2 separate regions of the Mus musculus genome follow, and region 1 is linked to region 2. A link is a contact called in public Hi-C data. All regions are on one chromosome and are shown on one strand. The core of a region is the stretch at or near the end of the contact, and the rest is flanking DNA. Distances in the headings are between cores, read along the strand shown. Region 1 overlaps Il1rap (interleukin 1 receptor accessory protein). Region 2 holds the start of Il1rap (interleukin 1 receptor accessory protein).

Evidence for each region. Hi-C and Micro-C count contacts between places; a contact is called where the count stands out from the background.
Region 1: a Hi-C map of adipose-derived mesenchymal stem cells shows a contact between it and region 2, with 2.1 times the contacts expected there. The contact joins the enhancer-like site here to the promoter of Il1rap in region 2. A contact is called at or near these places in 6 of 39 promoter capture datasets (the 3T3-L1 cell line, hippocampal neurons, liver and 1 more), 1 of 15 datasets of contacts at CTCF or cohesin (CD8 T cells), 4 of 484 Hi-C or Micro-C datasets (the 3T3-L1 cell line, 3T3-L1-derived adipocytes, adipose-derived mesenchymal stem cells and 1 more), 2 of 115 datasets of contacts at active chromatin or transcription factors (bone marrow-derived macrophages and embryonic stem cells) and 1 of 9 other capture datasets (pancreatic islet).

The regions. Positions count from the first base shown.
Region 1 is chr16:26,666,437-26,671,151 of GRCm38.p6, forward strand. The region is part of intron 2 of Il1rap (interleukin 1 receptor accessory protein); the gene reads left to right. Among named protein-coding and RNA genes, the nearest start is that of Gm20319, 87 kb to the right of the region's middle. Within about 2 kb of position 2,720, at least 18 of the 459 cell types and tissues checked have an H3K27ac peak or open chromatin away from gene starts, as enhancers often do. A contact at or near this core is called in adipose-derived mesenchymal stem cells, where this site is marked.
Region 2 is chr16:26,580,442-26,585,054 of GRCm38.p6, forward strand. It overlaps Il1rap (interleukin 1 receptor accessory protein), which reads left to right and starts at 1,264. Exons shown (of 11, transcript NM_001159318.1): 1 at 1,264-1,445.

The sequences.
Region 1 (4,715 bases), core at 1,470-3,969, 87 kb after region 2:
ATTTTCATCTCAGAATCTTGCTTTTACCATCATTTATTTGTCATGAAAGCAGAGCTTCAATAAAGCTGCCTGTGGGAGGGAGCATCAGTAGACTGTGAGTGCCTTTAGGAAACATAAGGCTGTGGTTCCTGAGTTCATCCAGACAGCAGGCACACCATGGTGAAGTTCTAGCCTCACTCAGCTGTTCTAACCTTCTGTCTCTTTGTCTTTAAAATATGTGCTTTATAGTTGAACAGTGAACTAACTGTTATATCCATTCATAGGAACACAATTAAAACAAACGAAGATATTTTCTAAAAGAAAGTTTGTGCCTTTCAGATTATTTGGCAATGGTGAAGGCTTTGTCGGTTGTATTAGATAATACATCTTCCCTCTGTCTCTCCTTGCCATCTCCCCTCCCTCCCTTCTAGTTTCCCTTCCTCTATTCCTTCCTTTCCTCCTTCCATTATTATTTCCTTCCCTCCTTCTTTCCTTCATTCCTTTCCATCTTTGTATCTTTTTCAATTGCCTGATAGAAAATGAGGTAATTAGAATTATTTTGTCAATTATTGTAAGACATTTTATGGCATCCCTAGACCCCTCCTGTTACCTTCCTCAAAGGCACTTCTAAATATTTTATCTATTTCTTTAACTGGGTTCCATCTACATTTTGCTTATAAATTTATGTACATTGCTATTTTCTTACTCAACCTAGTGCATTCTATTTTGATTTTTGTGGTAATAAAATCAAAGTTATCTTGTTTCACTTTCTACCTTCCCATTTTTTCCTACCTATTCCTCACTACCCATTGCATGTGTAATTGAATTATGAGGATTTAAATAATGAGGCCCTACATTGCAATATTACTATTTTTAGGTTACTTTTCTAACTCTTGAACTTATTAATTGTATTTTCCATGTGCTCTGGATTGTCTCTTCTTACTCATTTTCTTTCCTTTTTCTTGCTTTTCTGAAAACCTTTTTTCTTCTTCTTTTTTTTTACAGTGATAATGTCACTGTAATCCATCAGATACTTGATTACCTCCCCTTATCGTTGATTTCCACTCTCTAGATTGTTCTTCACTGAACTCTGCCACAAGGCTGTTATCCTGAGACCTTTCCAGCCACACTGTAGAGTGTTACTTTGCTCACTTAAATCAAATCGCCCAATCCTGATCCTGGGGTTCCCTTTGTATTTTTATTTATCGTTTTCACGACATGCAGACCCCGGAGGCTTTCTGATCGAGAGCATGGGGATTAACACGTGGAAGTTTTATGTGTCTGCAAATATGGCCTTCACACTTGATTGTGCCGTTAGAGTCAAGACTGGAAATTCTTTTTCTTCCTGTATGCCTATTATTTCTCTTCTAATCTTCAGTTTCAATGTGAAGGCTTCTCTAGCACTGCTGTTTCCCACATTACTTCTTCAGTGTGCAGCGGTTTTCATTCATACTTCTTTGTAGTTTATAGAGTCATCTCTTTCATTCTAATGTTTTCAGAATGCCTGACTGGTATAGGTCTATTTTCACTGCCTGTGGTGGGGCACAATGAGCATAATGATAGGCACCTTCGCAGCCGAATTTTTCGTATTTCTGCCCTGGAACTTTTTCCTTTGAGTGGTTGAATTGAAAGTTTTCTTCTTTCTCTTTAATTTCTTCCCTTTTGTGGTTTGTATCGGAAAATGCTGCACTTCCTGGACTGGCTTTCTAATTTCACTACTTGCTATATGCTCTCCTTTTTTACTTTACCTTTTAAGAAAACCTCAATTTTAACTTCCTAGCACACCATCTATTACAGTTTTTACATTTGCAGTTACACGAAAATTTTAGTTACTCTTTTTGTCTCTGAATATACTTCTGTTCAAGGATCTCGTTCTGCAGGGCTGTGACTGGTTCCTTACCCCTCTAAAGTTAAGAATCACACACAATCACTTTTAAAATATTTTCCTTGAATAATCGGAATTTTCCCTAAATTCCTTTATTTCACTGAGAAGTATTTTTTTTTTTTTTTTTTTTTTTTTTGTAGAATCTTCCTGGATTTTACAATTACATTTAAGAAGCTGATTAGAAATTCTAAAAGGGAATGTGAGATTCAACTTTGGAACTCTCCTTTGGGTGATGTGGCTGCACAATAAATTCAAGAGTCCCCAAGTTCAAATATTTGCCCTTTTAATGAAGATTCTTTCATTTTCCTGCTTAGGACCTGGTCCCAAAGTATGAAGAATCATAGTGGACATGCCTTTAATCCTAGCACTGGGGAGCAAGCAGATCTCTGCTCTATGTGGCAAGTCCCAGATCCAGCCAGAGCTACGTAGTAACCACCCTGTCTTCAAAATAAATAATCTAGATGCCCGTACCCTTTAGTTCTGTGTTGAATGCTGCTCAGAGAGGGAAGAGGAAATGAAGCAGAGCATATAATCTTTGTTGATAGTTTTCTGACCTTCATTGATAATTTTCTAACCTTCATTGAAAGTTTTCCTGTAATCCTTTTTATTTTTACCACTCCCCACAGAAACAAAAATTTAGTGTTTGGGGTATGTGATTCATTTTCCAGGTTAGAATAGAGGGATGGTAGTGATTATGAGAAAATCTCAGTCTCTATGACTTAGAAGACCTCCTGCATTACATGGAGGGACCTAAACAAGGGAGGCTCAGTCTTTGTGTCCTATTTCACAAGACAGAAGAGAGCTTGATGAAATACAACCTAGCCATTAAAACACCCACCACAAATGGCATTTGTGTATTGACCCAAGTAAGTCACATGCCTCTTCTTACTCGAACTGACTGTAATATGTGTGGAGGAGGGCGGTATGTAGGGTGAACAACATTCTTTGTAATGGTGCTGACAGTTTCTAGGTCTTGGCTGCCTTCAGGCTTGCAGCTCAGTTTGTTCTCCAACATTTCCTTGATTGCTTAAGGTTTGTGTTTGGAAATCTGCTAAATTGGTTAGTTTGTGTCCCTTTAATATTGGCATAGTCATCTCTCTTATTCTTGTTGATACTTTGGATCATATCTTGGAAAAAATATGTTTGTTTTAGAGAAGCTTGAGAAAGTACTGGAATTGGGTCACATGTGAAAACTGTGAAGTTTATCAGAGAAGCTGTTGTAAATTTCTGTACAGTAAATAAGCTTATTTGGCAGCTTCATAGCACTAATGAAAATGTAATTAATGAGTGTGAACAAATGTTTCTTTAAAAAAGTAATATTGTACAGATATCATAAATGCATATTGATGTAAACAGCCTTTGAACTTTATAGTTCTCCTTGCTTGCTGAATTCAAAAAGCAAAGTTAATGAAAGAAGATTAAAAGTTACTCATCACTGAGTCTTGGAAACGACTGTCTGCAATTTCCTGGAGAACTGTTTAGATGTCAATTTTTTTTTCTGAGATAGAAAGATGTAATTCTTGACTCTTGTCAAAAGTAAAATAATTGTTGACATAGTTGGGTTGACTGTTACTTACTGCTGCAAATAGTTTGTGGAATAATCCTGAAAAATTTATGACAAGTCTTCACCTTAAATGTTACATATGTGGCTGTGCTCATGAGTCTATAGGTTGCCTGAGGCACTTATTCTGGGCTGGCTTTGGGCAGTTGTAGGTTTGGGATTTGGCCAGACAGCTGTCCTTTTAGCTGTGGCCCATATGTACACAAGTTGGTGCTCACCTCAGCTCTGAGTTGGACCAGATTTACTCTTCCAATAATAAGAGGATTAGACGAAAACAAAATGGTTGTAGGTTGTAAGATCTGTGGCTGCACTGTATCTGCCATATAAATCTCAGTATTAGCTCAGATTTAGGGAGATAGAAACAACCATGCCAATTGAAAGAATCATAGCTCCCCATTCCAGAGGCAGATCATGCAGAGTAGAAAAAGAATACACACTGGTTTTGAAGACTACTTCGAGAGTTGTCAAATGGTGATTAAAAATAATTTTTATGTTAAGAGAGATAAACATAAAACCATCTCAAGGAAGAAGTTTAAAATTTATGTAACATTTAATTTTTCAGAAAAGAGTCCTAAGTGGTGACATATTAAGGATGACTCTCAGGTACAACTTACCCTTCTCAATAAGAAGCAGATAGTTCAGGTTATTGTGACAGGATTTGGGGCCTGCTGCAATGCCCCAGCTTTTCCAGCGACCCTGGTTCAGTTCCCAGTACCCACATTGTGTCTTACAGCTTTCTGTAGTTCCAGTTCTAGGGAATTCAGTGTCCTCGTCAGTTCTCTGAAGGCAGCATACATGTATGTGTTGCACATACATACATGGAGGAAAAATGCTCTTACATATAAAATAAGCGTGAATAAGCTCCATTGCTTATCAAATTGATATATGTTATTTAGATAGCATATATCATAAGCCTAATTAATTATTCCAGAAAAAAGTATCTTTCACACTTTGAGGAAATTGTACAAAAAGATGTCATAGTGAAAAAAAATCAAATGCTATAAAATAGTAACATTCAAGTAATGTGAGGATATAATAATTAAGACAACTTCAAAATAGAAAAACCAAATGTGATTAGACAGGGAGAAGGAAGCTTGAGGGAGAGAGAACTTGAAGATGAGTGGATCGGGAGGTAGGGAGGATGTGGGAGGTATTTTGGAGGGGGATGAACATGATCAAGAGACAATCTACAAAATTCTCAAGGAATTAATAAAAACATTATTTACAAATAAAAAAGCTTGCTTATGTAAGTACAGCTGCAGTGCCTGGGCATGCTGAATCATTCCATTA
Region 2 (4,613 bases), core at 14-2,513:
AGTGATCAGCCTCTCCTCTTCCCACAATGCAACACAAAGGTACTGGAGCAGAAGAGTCAAAGTAGTTGCTTCCATCACTTAAGTTGTCCTTTCAGGTGTTTTGGTTACAGCAGTGTCACGGAAGTGTGCAAGGTTTGAACAGCCAGCATCTTTAGGAAGGCTGACCTTTCTTGGCTCTTATTTTGTTCCCAAGCACACACACCCTTTCCTTTTACACCCCTTTCCTCATTGCTTAATTGCTTCATCTGGGACTCAATTTCTCAAATAAACAAATTAATAAGACACAGTTAAGTAGTTTGAGGGTGGGGCAGACAAGGAGGTGGCAAGGAGCAAGGCCTGTGAGAAGAGACAAGTATGGTTGGCAGATTGCCTTTGTTGGGGATACTCTGAAATGAGGACCGTGTTTGAAGGGCCTTGTTCTCGAGGAGGCTTTTGAACAAGGAAACTGATGTAAGGAAGACCATTATACAGATCCTCAGATGATTACATAACTGCAGTGTATAGTAGAGATGGCAGCTAAAGCTTTTCTAAGGACCCGGTGATAGGAGAATGACGGAATAGAAAATTATTTTCTTCTGTAATCGATTATTCCATTCAATCACCAATGCATTCTTCTTTGTCAGCTTATTCGTCTTGAATGCTAGCTTTTTTGCCTCTCATTATACTAGTGGCTGATTATGATAGTGGACGATACTGATAATGTCCTACTGTCATGATGGGTGCTCTCTTTCCTGTGTCCCCTACTTCTAGCAGAGCAAGATAGGGCTCCTGACTAAGGAGAAGGCTGTGCTGCCGCTGGTTCCTGTTGCTCTAGGAACTCGACACATGGTGGGTTCTCTGGGGTGCAGCCTTAATCGACTCATGGCCATTAGTATGTGACAGGTGAATACACAGACCAAAGGAACCGTAGGCTAGGACCCACTTGGGTTGCAGGACCGCGATCTTCAGTGGAGCACAACGGTGCGCTTAGGTGTGCAGAGGCTCTGGACCTGCTCTGAGTATTTTGGTCTTGAGACCAACCGGCTGCAGGGCTAGCCCTTCCTTGCACGTTCCGCCCCAGCCCCAGTGGCCCACGCGGTGGCACCCAGCGCAGCCTGGCATCCGCCAGCGGGCGGACCCCACGCGGCTCCTCCTCGCGGCGGGCGGGACTGCCCCGCGTGCGGCCCCAACCCTAGCCTTGGGAAGCCCGGATCGCGGGCGGAGCGCGATTCACCGCGTGGGTGGAGTCTGTGACTGGATCCCAGGGCCAATCGCGCGGTGGCGGGGGAGGAGCTCCGGAGGGGGAAAAAGAAAGTGCGGCGGAAAGTAAGAGGCTAGTCGGGGAAGGCTGCCAGCATCTGGCTTTCCTAGGTTCGGCTTGGACCAGGGCGCTGAAAGAGGCAGTGGTCGGCCACCCTGCATCCATCTGGTCGCTGTCGCCGAGCCTGCTGGGCTGGCCCGATAAGGTGAGTCTTGCTCTGCAGGGAGGGCTGGGTTGAAATGGCCAGCCGCAGTAACTCCGGGTAGTAGGAATTCTTGTAGATCGTCTTCCACAACCCTTCTGGTTTACAGACAGCAAAACTGAGACACGGAGCGAGACTGTGGCCAGGCTAAACAAATCACACTACTAACTAGTAGGGCGGTCGGGGTTCGAACTTAGCAAATTGGAGGCCTATTTCGCCCGGGGCTGTGCGGGTTCTCAGGCTTTTGAGGGATCTATTTCAGGGTCCTTGTGCCTAGGGTTCTCAGGAGTGCCGCTGTAAGCTTGAGGCGAGCAGGAGGCTGTGTCCCAGCACACCCACTCCATCACATCGTAGCTCGCAGTCCCAGCTATGACAGCCCTGGGGAGAGGCTGCCAGCAAGCAGCCTTGCTAGCTCCTTTCCTGACCTGCTTTTTTTTTTTTTTTTTTTTTTTTTTTTCTTCTGAGGGACGTTCCTGCCTAGGGTCTCTTTCAGGCAGTGAGTTCAGGAAGAAGGAAGAGACTACAGGTGCTGGCCACCACTCTCCCAGCCTTGGAGATAGCAGGAACTGTTTTCCTTGAGGGGTGGGGGTGGTGGGCAGGACATGGGATGCCTGTCCTTTAGAACAGCTGGTGCCTGAAGCCTCCTTCTACCTCTAAGTCCTAATTGGGAATAGGGAAGCCTAGTTAAAGAGAAAATCAAAAACACGAAAGCGAACTTCTGCTGTTTCCATTAGGAGACAGTTGCTCCCTTCCCTCCGCAAACCCACTGATTGTGAAATTGTGAACCAAGGCGCTACGGAAAACATTAGATGCTTTTCCATGCAATAAGCTATGGTTACCAATAAGCTGAAAAGGTTATCTTCTGTCTGTGCCTTTGCCTTGTGTTGGCTGTGTAAATTTGGGCAGTTTAGCTCACCTTTCTGAGACTATTTCAAGTAGCAAAATGGACACTAGAATGCCCCCTGTGAATCCTAGGGGTAGTTAGGAGGATGAAATAGAACAGTTCAAGTGACATGTTCAGAGTGGTGCCTGGCCTGGCGACTTTGGCAAATATTGCTCTGTACTAATATTGGCTTCACTGGGTTTGAGAAGGGTTATTTTCTACTACCTTGGTGTGACTTTTTTTTTTAAATCTAAAAGTAGAATGATATTTAGCCTTTAGAGTTTGAGCATTTAAAAATATTTTTTGCATTCAATTTTGTGTGTAGGTGGGTACATGTGTGTACGTGTGTGGGGAGGTCAAAGGACTGTGTGTGTGTGTGTGTGCATGCACATGATGCACATGTGTGTGGAGGTCAAAGAAAATTTCTCAGGAATCCTATCTCTCCACCATGTGGGTGGAACTCTTCTGGTGTTCAGGTTTGGGGGCAGTCATCCTTACCTGGCAGGCCCGAGCAGTTCTTTACAGTGCTTTCTAAACATGGTCCACAGGTAGACTCGCTTGATCATTTGATGTTTGAGCAATGCGAATTTCCTCCTCCTTTTGAGGTCAAGCCTCCAGCCTGGGAACTGCCTTGATAGGAGGCATCCTGCATTGGCAAAGAAGGTTTTTAATGTTTGATAAAGGATGAAAAAGACAAGGAGAAGAAGCTTGAAGTTATAGCAATGCCTTCCATTGCCCCAAGCCTTCTAGTCCTGTTCTTTGGTCCATCTCTACTTCATATTCTGTAGCTAATATCAAGAAGCAAGGGGATTTTTGTATATTGTTCAGTAACACTGGGTAAGTTCAGTCTCTTCTGGATACTAATTGGCTTTATTTAAACCCAAGCACACACATATGCTCACATGAGCCTTCCTGTGTTACTTGTCTTTTAAAATGAAGCAGCTTCCATAGATACCTCCACCTGACTTGCATGACAATTGATTTTATTTTGATCCATATGATTATTTACTACCATCTACTGGCCACAGTGCAAGTCCCTGAAATGAGTAGTTAGCATTTATAAGGGGCTGCCTCCTTCCTTCACAGTCCACAGCACTTGCCTGCAGTATTGATGAACTCCAGGGAAAGGGCGGGATACATCTTGAGAGGAGGTGAGGGTTTGCTGATGTCCAGTAGGTACCTCCCATACCAGACATTGCCACAAGACAGGGACACATCTGTTTGTCACCTTACTCTTTGTGCTCGGATTGTGGTGACGCGCCACAATATGATTTAATGTGTGCCTTATAAACTAGGGACTTGTGGGGATAAGGGAACTGTTCAAAATGAGGTCAAACAAGGGCTTGGGATGGGCATTGAAGGCAAAGTCTCTTTGCTTCTGGGTTTTTGAAGAAAGCATACTGAGGTTTATCATTCCTGATACATGTTATTATAACCAAACTGTGTGTGTGTGTGTGTGTGTGTGTGTGTGTGTGTGTGTGTGTGTGTATAGAACTTTAAAATCTCCAAGTGTGTTCCTCACACATTATTTTCCTTGTTACTTTCAATAGGCCTTGGGGATGCTCATGGCAGACTTCATAATAGTGGCAGATCCTGGGGTTTGGTCAAAGCTACTTGACTTTAAATTCTGTACCTGACCACCCTTGTGTGTTACTGGGAAAAGTGTTTCAACTGTCGGAGCTTCTGTTTTATCCAGTTTTGAAATGACTTAATGCTTATGCTAGGCTCTCATGTGAAGATGAAGTTCTGTGCATAATATCAAGTGTGTGCAGTAGAGGACTGCTCATTAAATCATACCTTCTCTTAGCTTATCACAATTCCTGAGAAAGAAAATTAAAGTGAGATTTGAAGAAACAAGAGGTTTCCAGGGATCACATGGTGGATGAATTCCTGTCCTAGGGGCCAAGTTCCTGCCCTTGAGTTCTCCTTCAGTTTCCTTCAGGCCCTTCCCCGTCACACCTTGACACCTCTCCCACAGAACTTGAACAGCATGTCTTCATTCTTAGATTGACCTTATTTGGTTGGTGATTTCAGGTCACAAAGTGCTTACTTCATTGATAAGCGAACAATTCTTCAACATGGCTCTATAAAGTTTGTGGAGTTGACTCCGTGTAGAGTTTACGCTGATGCTTTATGAAGGCCGCATTCCCTTCCCATCTATTTCATGGGATGCACCTTCAGACACTAGGAGGAAAAATACTCTCAAGACACAGTGATCAGGGTTATGTCAGGTTGACCTCCCTGTTCAGGATGGCTTCTTCCTCCTGCCTTCCTGTGATTGGTTGCCA